Regions from separate parts of the Mus musculus genome. Here all the other regions are linked to region 1. The links are chromatin contacts, called in public promoter capture Hi-C maps. All regions are on one chromosome and are shown on one strand. Each heading gives the region's core, a stretch centred on a gene start, on an enhancer-like site or on the middle of the called end of the contact. The rest is flanking DNA. Distances are from core to core; before and after follow the strand shown. Region 1 holds the start of Rcn1 (reticulocalbin 1). Region 2 holds the start of Prrg4 (proline rich Gla (G-carboxyglutamic acid) 4 (transmembrane)). Region 3 holds the start of Qser1 (glutamine and serine rich 1). Region 4 holds the start of Ccdc73 (coiled-coil domain containing 73).

Region 1 (2,700 bases), core at 114-2,613:
GAGGTGACTTTGAAGTCCAAAGGTCTTTTTTATCACAACAGGCAGGTATTCACCTACACAATGGGTATCATTAATCCTGTCCTGCTGAATGCCCTGGCCCCTTTGTCGAACAGAGATGGCTGTGTTCTTTTCAACTGTAGCAGAACTCGAAGATCCTCCTCCCCCAGGAGCAGGTTCTGGAAGCTCTGGTGGCCCACAGGGAGGATGGCTGTGTTCCTCCACAGCCCTGCCTTCACCTGGTCCTCACTAGCTCCTAGTCCCTCTGCACAACGGTCAAGTGTCTCCTGGGCACCAGGGTAGGGGTACTGAGATGATGCCCGGGTTTGTTTCCTGATTCCAGGCTAAACTCACAAAGCCCCACCATAGCCATTTTGCAGGTTTTCTTTTTTTCTCGCCCCCTCCGCCCCCAATCAGTTGCCAAAAAGCTGAGTGCTTCTTCACCCATAATGCTGGGAGCAGAGGCCAAAGAATCCGTTTCCAGCTCTGTACCTCTTGCTCCAATGAGCCCCTTTAAAAACCTGATTTCTGGGATGACTGGTCAGAGGACAAGAACATCCAGCCTGATTTAGAGACAGGCCAAGAACAAGCCTCTCCATCTCTTACACATTTGTTTGATCTTGAGATGTTTTTAAGCAAGTCTCAAGTGCCTCTCTCTGGACTATGGGAAAGAACCAGGTACTAAAAGGCCACAGCCAACAAACTCTGGCTCACTCCAGTCACTTCTGCTGAAACCTAGATGAGGGGGCGGGCCCTCTCGCTCCCTGCTCCGGAGGCCTCTGCCACGTTCTCGCCTCCCTGTGGGAAGCTATCCCGGCCGGGTGTGGTGGCGACCTCCACACGGGGGTCTGAGCGCCCGCTGGCAACTTTGTGCCTCTGAGCCTCAGCTCTGGCCTCGCCCCTGAGACCAACTGGCGCGATTTCGCTTTCGCTTTGCGCTTGTGGTCCCGCGTGGCTCCCTCTGAGGTGGCCATGGGCCCCTGCGTGGTCCCCGGGCGGCCCGGGCCGCAGCCTCACCCCAGCCTCTCCTTGCTCTCGTCCGGGCTTAGCTGATCGAAGGTCTTGGAGTCCTCCTTGCCCAGGAAGGCCTCATGATCGTACTGGAAGCTCTGGTTGTCCTCGGGCGGCCGCTCGCCCAGCTCTGAGTCCGGCCGAACCACGCGCTCCTTGCGCACCGTGGGCTTGGCCCGCAGCGCCAGCACCAGCGCCAGCAGCAGCCCCAGGGCGAGTCCCAAGCGGCCACCGCGCGCCATGGTCGCGAGCAAAGGGAGGCTGCGGGGCAGTGGGGGCTCACAGCGCCGCTGCCGCTGTCCCCTCCCCAGCGAGGGGCGCGCCCGGCTGGCTCGAGGAGGCTCGGGCCGCCCCACTCACGCGCCCATTGGCCACGGCGCCGCCGGGGGAGGCTGGGGCCGCGGAGCCACGTCGCCAGCCAGGGTGGTGGGCGCCGGGCTCCGGTTTCGCTTCGGCCCCTCCCCGCTATCTCGTTGCGAGGGGCGGGTCCAGATGATGGGGGTTGCGGACTGGAGGGTTCTCTGCAAGACCGGAAAGAAGTACTTTGAGAAAATGCAACAGATGTTTTGGGGTGATAGCTCGTCTTCGCTTTTAGAAAAGCAGCGCTTCCACTCAGCTTCCAGCTGACAGCCCGAACTTCAGCCCAAGGCTGGCCCAGAGATGAACATTTAAGTCCGGTTAACAATTTGCATTGTGGTTAGGAGAGCACTTGAGTCTGGAAGGAGGCCAGGATGGGCGTGGTCCCCTAGGTTAGGGAGAAGGCAATCTTAACATCCATGGGATAACACCAGAGGACTGTGGGAGGAGACGGGGTGAATAAGGAGAAGTTCTTTCAAGCTCCTATGGGAGAGAGGCAGAAAGGCTTCCTAAAAGAAGCAGAGATATCATATAAAGCTTTCGTTTCTGAATGTTGGCAAGCCATTTTTACAAACCTACTATCTGTCTCAAATCCTATCAGCGTATTAAATCCGAAATAATGATACCAGTTAGTGATGGTCTGTATTATATAACTTTCTACAGCGAAGGAAATGTTCTCTATATGGCCACTGAATACTTGACATGGAGCCGGTCCAAAGCCAATAGTTGAGCTTAAATGTAAATAGCCACGCGTGGCTAGTGTCTAACAAACTGAGAATGCCCGTCTGAACCTTTTACTCTTCACAAAAATGCATGTAAATGTCAGAGGGTCGACGAATCTTTTAAAGAGTCCCAGGAAACTGTGGTTGAAGAGAGAAGCCTCCTCCTAACCCCAGCCCTAAAAGCTGCAAAACCACCTGTTCACCCCCACCTTTCTAACATTCTGAAGAAAAGGTCAGCTTCTCGCCCTTACAGTAAGGAAACCAAGACATTATAGCACAGAAGCAAGAATCTTTCTATTAAGATCATTTTCGGTCAACCAAATAAGATGATGAGCCTGATACACATAAGCATTTATGGCTGCCTTAGGATTTTACTGCTGTGAACAGACTCCATGACCAAGGCAGCTTGTATAAGGACAACATTTCATTGGGGCTGACTTATAGGTTCAGAGGTTGAGTCCATTATCATTAAGGTTGGGAGCATGGTAGCATCCAGGCAGACATGGTGCAGGAGGAGCTGAGAGTTCTACGACTTCATCTGAAGGCTGTTAGGAGAAAACTCTCTTCTAGGCAGCTAGGATGATGGTTTTAAAGCCCACACCCACAGTGACAC
Region 2 (2,701 bases), core at 25-2,524, 550 kb before region 1:
CAATGACCAGAAGGGTCATCCTACCTTCCAGCCCTTGCTCTGGATCTCACAAATCCAGACTAGGGGACAGGATGTGGCTCAGCGGTAGAGCACTTGTCTATATGGGGACTCCCAGCGGTGCACAAACAAGTCCTGACAAGAGTCTGGCCTCCCTGTCAGTCTTCCAAGAAGCAGCCTTCCTCTTTATAACTAACACACAGCTTCATCTAGGAAACGACAACTCACTGACTTTCGGACTTCGAAAAAGGCTTTCAATTTAGTCAACCACAAACCAGGTGTTAAACATCTGTTTACTAAGGGAGATACGTTTGTACATATTATAGTTAAAAACCCACAACTCTAAACAAGAAAGCCACAAATTAAAACATAGGATATGCTGTTGCACTGTGGTTCACGGGGGCGTGTAATTCCCCCTACCACACTTTGGCTTGAGATCTACACAGTAGACCGCAACTGGTTTCAGAAGTGTTTTCCCCCAATCGGCAGCCATGCTTGCTTACCTTCTTCTGGGGCATGTTCGGAATCCTTTAGGCTTCTGATACAATGAGGAACTGCGAGGGTAAGTCTGGGCAGCTGGCTGAGTACGATCAGAAGTGGAAACATAGTCTAGCAACTGTCAAACAAACTAAAACAAAAGTGACAACGACATTAAAAGAAAAGAAAAGAAGCAGGCCAAGTCTCAGCCTGTTGGGTTTTAGTCGGAACTGAGTCAACAACGACCTGTTGCACCCCACGGGTCGCTCTTAATCTATGGGACCCAAGGCGCTCCGGGCAGGTGGCACCTCCGGAGCGCCTGGGAACAAAAGGTACTCCCGGGAAGCTGCGGAGGAGAGTTCGGACACTGGCCCAGGCAGACGCGACTCTCGCCCACGCTGACAGGCAGCTAGGTGCTGGAATGCCACTGTCGAGACATCGTCTCTGGATGACTCTCCCACTCCTCCCCGCCCCGCCTCGCCGCTGGTCGCCGCACCTGTGTCCCCGGGCGCATGTTCCAGCAGCCCCTGGGCGGGAACCGAGTTATCCGCTTGGCCCGAGAGGTGGCCTGGCCCTGAGTCGCGGACGCCTCTGGATCTCGGCGACAGTCGGAGCCTAGCTCTTCGCGGCTCCAAGGCGACACCAGGACGCAAAAGAGGCGCCCAGGATCCGCGCAGGGGCGCTCGGGGAACGTGCGCCGCACGGGGCCCAGCTTGTGTGCTGGAGCCACTCCCACCGCTACCGGACGAGGAGGTCACCTGGCAGCGCTCCACCTCCCGCTCTCGGTCCCCAGCCCTTCTCGACTGAGACCCGGACGCTCACACTTTGGCGGCCTATCAGAGCGCCCTCCCGAGGTTACCTTCGGTCAGCTGTTCTCGCAGGGTGGTCCAGGGATGAGAACATAGCATTCATCCGAGAAAATATACTTTGTTAGTGATTTGCATTGTCACATGACCAAAAATCAATTAATAGCAATTACAAAGTTCTCAGATGTATTTCACCAGGTCTGGGTTGTCTACAAAAATACTTTCAAATATGTCCCCGAGTCAAAATTGTTTCCACGACAACAATGCAAGGTTTCACCTCTTTTACTTTCATTCTTTCCCTCCTTGGGTTTACAGTGGAAATTTCCAGAAGCTGTTTGACATGTGATGATATCATCACTCTGCTAACTAATAAGCCTCCAGTGGATGAATACTTGTGATGCTTAATATCTTCCATACTACTAGGTTAGTGTCGGTATGTAAATTTAAACAAAATGTGACAAATTGTGTTTGTTCTCAGAATATTTCTGCTTTTATTAGATATCTTTGGCCGTAGCTACCCATATACCCAGACAGCTAAAAAGTTCATCCTTCTTGAACAAATAATCTTAGATCTTGAACTTTTCGTTGAGTTTTTTTCTTTTTTCTTTTTTTTTTTTTGAAACAGCAAGAGCATAAGCACCCTTAATTGTCATGAGATGAAGTTAAATTTTGAAAATTTCTCTATTTAAAAATGTTGTGTGAGAGATATAATTAAAAATAATTCAAGAGGCCCAGAGCTCGAGGTGTGAGAAGATAGGAGAACAGTGTCTCACCACACTCTTCATGTCCAAACAGCATGCGCTGTTACTCTTGGGAACGCTATTTAAATTTTGCTCTTTGGCCAGAGTAGCCTGGAACTTCATACAGTTGAAACAGAGCACAGTGAAATGGCATTCCCACTCCTTTCTAGTCTCCAGTTAATTCACTTTTCACCAAATTTGTTTTCTTCCCTGAAAGGCTATTATCTATTTTATTCTGATTAATGGATTCAAGTAAGAATTTCCATATGTTTTGCAGACGTTGTTTTTGTTTCCTTCCAAACACTATCCATGCCCCACGCCCTAGAGGCTTAAGCGGTCTGGAAAATGGAGTCTGCTCTTTCACCTTACTTAAGCAGTGGAGATCAGACTGTGGAGAAGCTAGAAATACCTTATGGTTGAGCACAGGAATCGGAAGTATCTCTCAGGAGACCCATTCTCCTGCTCCCTCATTTAGACAACCTGTGGCTGGAAGCCCTGGGAAGAGAGGGATAAACACCATTTTGCTTTTGGGAGAACTGAGTCTTTCTGAGATCTGTATCTAACAATGTAGACTGTCAAGTTCTACTAGGGCAAGGGCAGATTTCGTTACTTCCTTTCCAGTACGCAGAAAAAGCCTCTCCTGGTTATTATATTCAGTACATTTTGTTAGGTGGCAGCTAT
Region 3 (2,828 bases), core at 297-2,796, 580 kb before region 1:
CACCAAAAATAACCAAGGAAGGGTCTAATATTCTTCCTAAAAATTCTTCAAAATGTTTTATTTACAATAACACGACACTATAGCTATTTCTGTAAGACCTCAGCGTCTCCAGTTAGCTCGAAACTGGAAAAATCACTTTCTTTTTAAAAATCCGGGCTCTTTTTAAACAAAAGATTTTTCTGAGGTTTATAATTACTCTTTTATTGAAGCATTATTATTTTTCTTTCTTTCATAATAACTCCGAGACTATCTAAGACAAAGACTAGTTAATTCTTTACACATCTATTCTAAATCATGAATGCGGCACTTTCATAAAAACAAAGGTAATTAGAATGTGTAAAGTGAAATAAAAAGTTCACTCGTGTCGTTTAAATCGTTTAGAAACCTGGTGAGATCACATAGGTACAAGGCTTCCTGTTGGTAGCTGAGGATGAAGTCATTACCAGCCAGGATTTCCCTGTTCTTGGGTCAGAAGCTATACCTACTAGATCGAGTATTGTTTAGGGGAGGCGGTTTTTAAAAAGTACCCCGCTCCCAAAGCCAGACCACGCCTTCCAGTTATCATTCGAATGTGACCATTTCAAAGTGTAGTACTGCTACACATTTCTCGCGAGCTTAAATAGCAAACAGGAGTCCCCATTTTGGGGTCTACTGCCCATGCTGGAGAGCCGCACTATACAATGAAGTGGAGACGGAGAAGCATGCTTTGGGTCTTCGACCTCTAGAGCCTTCTTTGACCACCAGCCCTCAACGCTTCCCAAAACTCAGTCACCCCCAGACACTGAAAGCCAAGAGGGAATCTTGACTTCCTGCCGTTGTTAAAAGCAGAGGAAACCCAAAAGCAACTTTGAACGCGTGGAACACTACATCACTATAAACATATGTCACCCAGCCCCTGCTTTGCATTCGTGTCCCGCCCTGGGGGTTCTCTTGCAGCCCAGTCATCCCAGGACCCCCAGTGTCAGCGACACGGCCCCGCTCCTCGTCATGCCCTGCCACCGCCCTCACCTTCACACTGCCGAAGCCCCCAACACCACATTGTCGGCCACCCAGATTCCAATACAATGGAATGTCACTGCCCAGGACTCCGCGGCGCCCCTTTAGGCCTCCCCGCGGAGTCAGTCCCGGTTCCCCAGATACCGAGGTCAGCCCGGAGCTTAAACTTTACCATGTGGGAGTCCAGCACCGAGAGGTGACTGCGCCCCTCCATCCCACCCAACCTTCCCTTTCTGCCCCACGCCCCGACCCGCCCCAGGAGCGAATCCTGCACCATGCGCCCCCTCCCAGCCGGGACCACCCGCCAGGAGTTGTCCACCGCCTCTCCCGGGAGCAAAGAAGGGCGCCTCGAAGGCTCCCCACCCGGCCTGGGCCCCCGAGAGGGGCGGGCACAGGCCCCGGCGCATCCGCGGCCTTTCCTGGCCCAGTGAGACCCCGCGCCCACCCTCTCTACCTGGCCTTGAGGCTGGGACTGCTGCCGCTGCAGCTGGGGCTGGAGGCGGCGGCCGGGACCCGGGCTTCGTAGGCCCAGGCGGGGGCAGCGGGCTGCGTGGCGGCGCTGGCGGGGGGCGCGGGAGGCTCAGCGAAGCCCGCGGGCGCGTAGTGCGCGTCCATGGCGGGGGCTGAGGCGGCGGGGGCGGGCGGGAGGCGCGGGGAGGAAGAGGCGGTGGCGGGAGCTGCCCCTCACATGGCGCGGCCGGGGGGCGGGGGCGCCTGGGCGGGGGAACCGGGCTGCGGCGGGCGGGCCTCGGCTCGGACGTCAGGAGAGCGGCGGCGCCTGCGGCCGGGACGCGAGGCGGCCACAGCGCCCGCAGCCCGGGCGCCCCATGTTGTTGGATTTCCCAGGATGCACCTCCCGCGCCCTCCGCCCGCTCGTCGCCCCGCCCCCCTCGGCGCCCCGCGCTGCTGGCTGCGGATTCGGGAGCCGGGCCGGACGAGGGCTGCTCCGTGGACGCCCTAGCGGTGAAGAGAAGGCCTACGCGCCGGAGCACCCGCATGGGTGCGGACAGGAGAGGGCTTGCCAGCACTGTGCCTGGAGTTCGTTACTCTGCGCTCCCGGGTTCTTTGAAGGAACTCAAACACTCGATTCCCGCTTGTGATTTCTTTCTCTGCGCCCCAAACCACAGACAAGGGACTGTTGCTTTGCAGTACTCGCTTCCTGCCCAAAGTTTGCTGGGCTTAGAGGATCTGGTTCCTGCTTCCTGGGGGAGATTTCTATTCAAATTGATTCAAATTCAAACGAATTTTGCAGCCCTAGCTGAATGGGCCTTTCCCAGGGGCACTTATTAACTGTCCCCACCCCCCACCTTGGGGATTTTCTTACTCTGGAGTTCAGAATCTTCTATCCCAAGATAAATACCGCCTCATCATTGATTAGTCCAACTACCATCTGGATGACTTTAATTACAATACATTCGAACTCACTATGCACTTTGTTGGGGCTCTCTGCTCAAGATGTTTAATCTCTGCAAGACTCTACCCAAACATTGCCTTATCGGACTTCTAAGCTGTGTGGTGTGAGTAATTTGATGACTTTGAGGTCGTGCCTACCCGAACTGTTTCTCCTTATGAGTAATGAAATTCAGGGATCATATGAATCGTTTGGCTTGTGATCCATAAGTTGAAAGTTAAAACTAACCGTGAAGCTTAGATTTAATGACTATCTCTCCTTTTAAAAAAAATCAATATTGGCTTAACACCTATCACGTGCTTAGCAAAGAGATCTCTCAAGATAAAGACTAGCACAAAGGTTTAAGCCAATCAGACAGGCGTAACGGAAGACCTAATAGAGCTGATACTCTCTATCTCTGGTGACTATCTAAACTTCTGTA
Region 4 (2,823 bases), core at 130-2,629, 510 kb before region 1:
AATTATACTTATTTATCAGGTCTGAATGACTGAAAAAAATACAGTTATCCCATGTTATAACTTTTTACTTTGACTTATAATTCCTTGAGAAGCTATGAGGATAGTTGTTTTCTGTGTTCTCTGATTGACTAAAAGAAAAAAAAAAATCAAACAGAGTTTAAGGCAAGTACACATAGTCCTAATTTGAAAATGTAAAGCTTAGAGAACAGGAAGCTAGCTTACAACACTCAGGCCTGGGATCCTGGAGATAACCTGGAGAAATGTGGATAGGAATTATTAGAAGAGGATGGTAACAGCCAAACACTTCTAGATTTGATAGCAATGTGAAACAGAGAGCTTTACAAAGCAGGTTTTTTTGGTATTATTTTGTGTATATAAGCGTTTTGACTTGTATGTGTATTTGTGTACCCTATGCATGTCAGAGTCCTTTCAGATTTTGGTAGCATGGATAAGCTCTGTAGGCCTGGAACATACTGTATTAATAGTTGTATGGAATGAGTTCTCACCTGTGAACCATCGTGTTAGGTTTCAGAATAGAGAAGAGGTGCAATCAATAAGATTAGAATTTCTTTTTCTCTAAAGTTAAAAATTATCTCTGTCTCTCCTTCCCCCATCCCTTCTCTTCTTCTACCCCCTCCCTGTTTCCTGTTCCCTTCTCCCTGGCACAGGAAGCGATAAGAGGACAACGAGTGATAGAACTAAGAGGTCGTCAGGTCTGGTAGCAGGTGACTTCACCTGCAGAGCCATCTTGTTGCTCCCTACATTTCCTTTTCTATGTAATATTTCGCTTAAAAAACAAATAAACAAAAAACTACATTGTCTTCTTGATGAATAACATATTCATGAACATCAAACATCCAAAATCATAAGGTATTAAATGGATAGGCACCTCCTCCTTCTTATTCTTACAGCGTTCGTTGTTCCTAATCAATAACACTGGTTGGTATTTTTTTGTTATTGTTTGCTTTTAAATTGTTCCAAAGACTATTTAAAATGAACATAACAGAACATGGTGGCATAGTCCTTTAATTCCAGCACTTTGGATGTAGGTACAGGTAGGCGGATCTCTGTGAGTTTCAGGTAGCCAAGGCTACATAGTAAGACACTGTCCCAACACCCCTCCCCCGCCTCCAAATAATACGCAGGGCGGCAGTGGTGGTCTTCCCAGCGCTCAGGAGGCAGAGGTAGGCAGATCTCCGTTTTCGAGGCCAGCCTGGTCTGCAGAGTGAGTTTCATAACAAACAGGGCTACAAAGAAGAGCCCTGTCTTGAAAAAGAAAAACTAACATACGTCCGCTCCAATTCCTTAAATGTAGCCGCACAAATGCGGACTGAAAACCGGAAGCGCCTTTGGGTAGGGGAAGATGACCCGGAAGTGCTGAGCACTGAGCGGTCTTCGCTGAGGTAAATCAGGCATTGCGTTGAGCGCTGTTTGAGGTCGCTCTAATATTTTCACCCAGTTTCTTACCAAGGTCGCCCTGGACCTCAGGTGTCCCACCAAATCCTCGTGCTGACTTCCCCAGGCCTGGTCGCCCTCAAGTCTCCTTCAGGTGGGTCTAGACTTCCACCTCGGCCGCCACCCATCAGGTCTGCTGGTTGGTAATACGATGCTTGCGTTTTCTTAATAGGGTTGTGTGCTTTAGGGTGCTTGCTTTTGTTTGACCCACGTTTACGTTATGAATACAGTGTTATAATGTTGGACACCCTTGTCAAAAGTTTTGACGGAGTCGACTGCTCAGAGACAGGGTTTCTCTGTGTAGTCCTGGCTGTCCTGGAACTCACTCTGTAGACCAGGCTGGCTTCGAACTCAGAAATCCTCCTGCCTCTGCCTCCCAAATGCTGGGATTAAAGGAGTGCGCCACCACTGCCTGGCATTTTGTCACATTTAAAAAACTTAGTAAATTGGTGGGTATTACTTTACAGAACAGTTCAAGTATAGGGCAAAAATTATAAATCATGGAAGTATGTAAATATTCAAAGAAATTTTTAGATTTTCCGTATTTCTTCTGGTAATTTTATTCTGTCAGATTTTGAGTTAAGGTCTTGATTTGTATGTAATGCAGGAGGACGTCCAAATCTTTTATCCTCCTGCCTGAGCCTCAGAATGCAGGAATTTGACAGTATTATTTATTCTTCATGTGTGTTTTTTACAGACAGATTTAATTGGAAATTTGCTGGGAATAAAATTTCTGTCTTCAGCCAAGCAGTGGTGGCAAACATCTTTAATCCCAGCACTCTGGAGGCAGAGGCAGGTGGATGTATGTTCCAGGCCAGCCTGGTTTAAAGGCTTAGTTCGAGGACAGCCAGGGCTATACAGAAACCCTGTCTTGAAAAATAACAACAAACAAAAATTACATCCCCGCCCAACCAAAACCAAACCAAACCAAAACAAAAAAAAAAAAAAAAAACACACAACAAAACAAAAAACTGTCTTCTTAATCCCTATAATGCTGAATTGAATTATGGGCTTAAATTATTCATACATAATTCCGATCTTCTACCTCATGTAGAATTTTCAAAAAAAGTGAGTGTGAACTGTCAAAGAATTTATGGGATCCTGTATTTAATTGCTACCTTCTGTTTCAACCATGTGGAGTCCCTTAAGAGTCATTCATTGGGGGCTGGAGAGATGGCTCAGCGGTTAAGAGCACTGACTGCTCTTCCAAGGGTCCCAGAGTTCAAATCCCAGCAACCACATGGTGGCTCACAACCATCTGCAATGAGATCTGATGCCCTCTTCTGGTGTCTGAAGTGTACTCATATATAATAATAAATAAATCTTTAAAAAAAAAAAGAGTCATTCATTGAGAGAGGAACTGGGCTT

The links. Promoter capture Hi-C pulls out the DNA fragments that hold promoters and counts their contacts.
Region 2: a promoter capture Hi-C map of hippocampal neurons shows a contact between it and region 1, with 4 times the contacts expected there. The contact joins the promoter of Prrg4 here to the promoter of Rcn1 in region 1. A contact is called at or near these places in 12 of 39 promoter capture datasets (the 3T3-L1 cell line, 3T3-L1-derived adipocytes, the HPC-7 cell line and 7 more), 1 of 484 Hi-C or Micro-C datasets (adipose-derived mesenchymal stem cells) and 3 of 115 datasets of contacts at active chromatin or transcription factors (the 230-238 cell line, embryonic stem cells and memory CD8 T cells).
Region 3: a promoter capture Hi-C map of pre-B cells shows a contact between it and region 1, with 4 times the contacts expected there. The contact joins the promoter of Qser1 here to the promoter of Rcn1 in region 1. A contact is called at or near these places in 10 of 39 promoter capture datasets (the 3T3-L1 cell line, the HPC-7 cell line, cranial neural crest and 5 more), 2 of 484 Hi-C or Micro-C datasets (LSK cells and embryonic stem cells) and 1 of 115 datasets of contacts at active chromatin or transcription factors (memory CD8 T cells).
Region 4: a promoter capture Hi-C map of hippocampal neurons shows a contact between it and region 1, with 5 times the contacts expected there. The contact joins the promoter of Ccdc73 here to the promoter of Rcn1 in region 1. A contact is called at or near these places in 1 of 39 promoter capture datasets (hippocampal neurons) and 1 of 115 datasets of contacts at active chromatin or transcription factors (epiblast stem cells).

What each region holds. Positions count from the first base shown.
Region 1 is chr2:105,397,956-105,400,655 of GRCm38.p6, forward strand. It overlaps Rcn1 (reticulocalbin 1), which reads right to left and starts at 1,364. Exons shown (of 6, transcript NM_009037.2): 1 at 1,015-1,364. The coding sequence starts at 1,250.
Region 2 is chr2:104,848,576-104,851,276 of GRCm38.p6, forward strand. It overlaps Prrg4 (proline rich Gla (G-carboxyglutamic acid) 4 (transmembrane)), which reads right to left and starts at 1,275. Exons shown (of 6, transcript NM_178695.5): 1 at 971-1,275; 2 at 501-625. The coding sequence starts at 603.
Region 3 is chr2:104,815,150-104,817,977 of GRCm38.p6, forward strand. It overlaps Qser1 (glutamine and serine rich 1), which reads right to left and starts at 1,547. Exons shown (of 12, transcript NM_001123327.2): 1 at 1,451-1,547. It overlaps 2310047K21Rik (a long non-coding RNA gene), which reads left to right and starts at 1,773. Exons shown (of 3, transcript XR_003953885.1): 1 at 1,773-2,828.
Region 4 is chr2:104,884,945-104,887,767 of GRCm38.p6, forward strand. It overlaps Ccdc73 (coiled-coil domain containing 73), which reads left to right and starts at 1,380. Exons shown (of 18, transcript NM_177600.4): 1 at 1,380-1,549.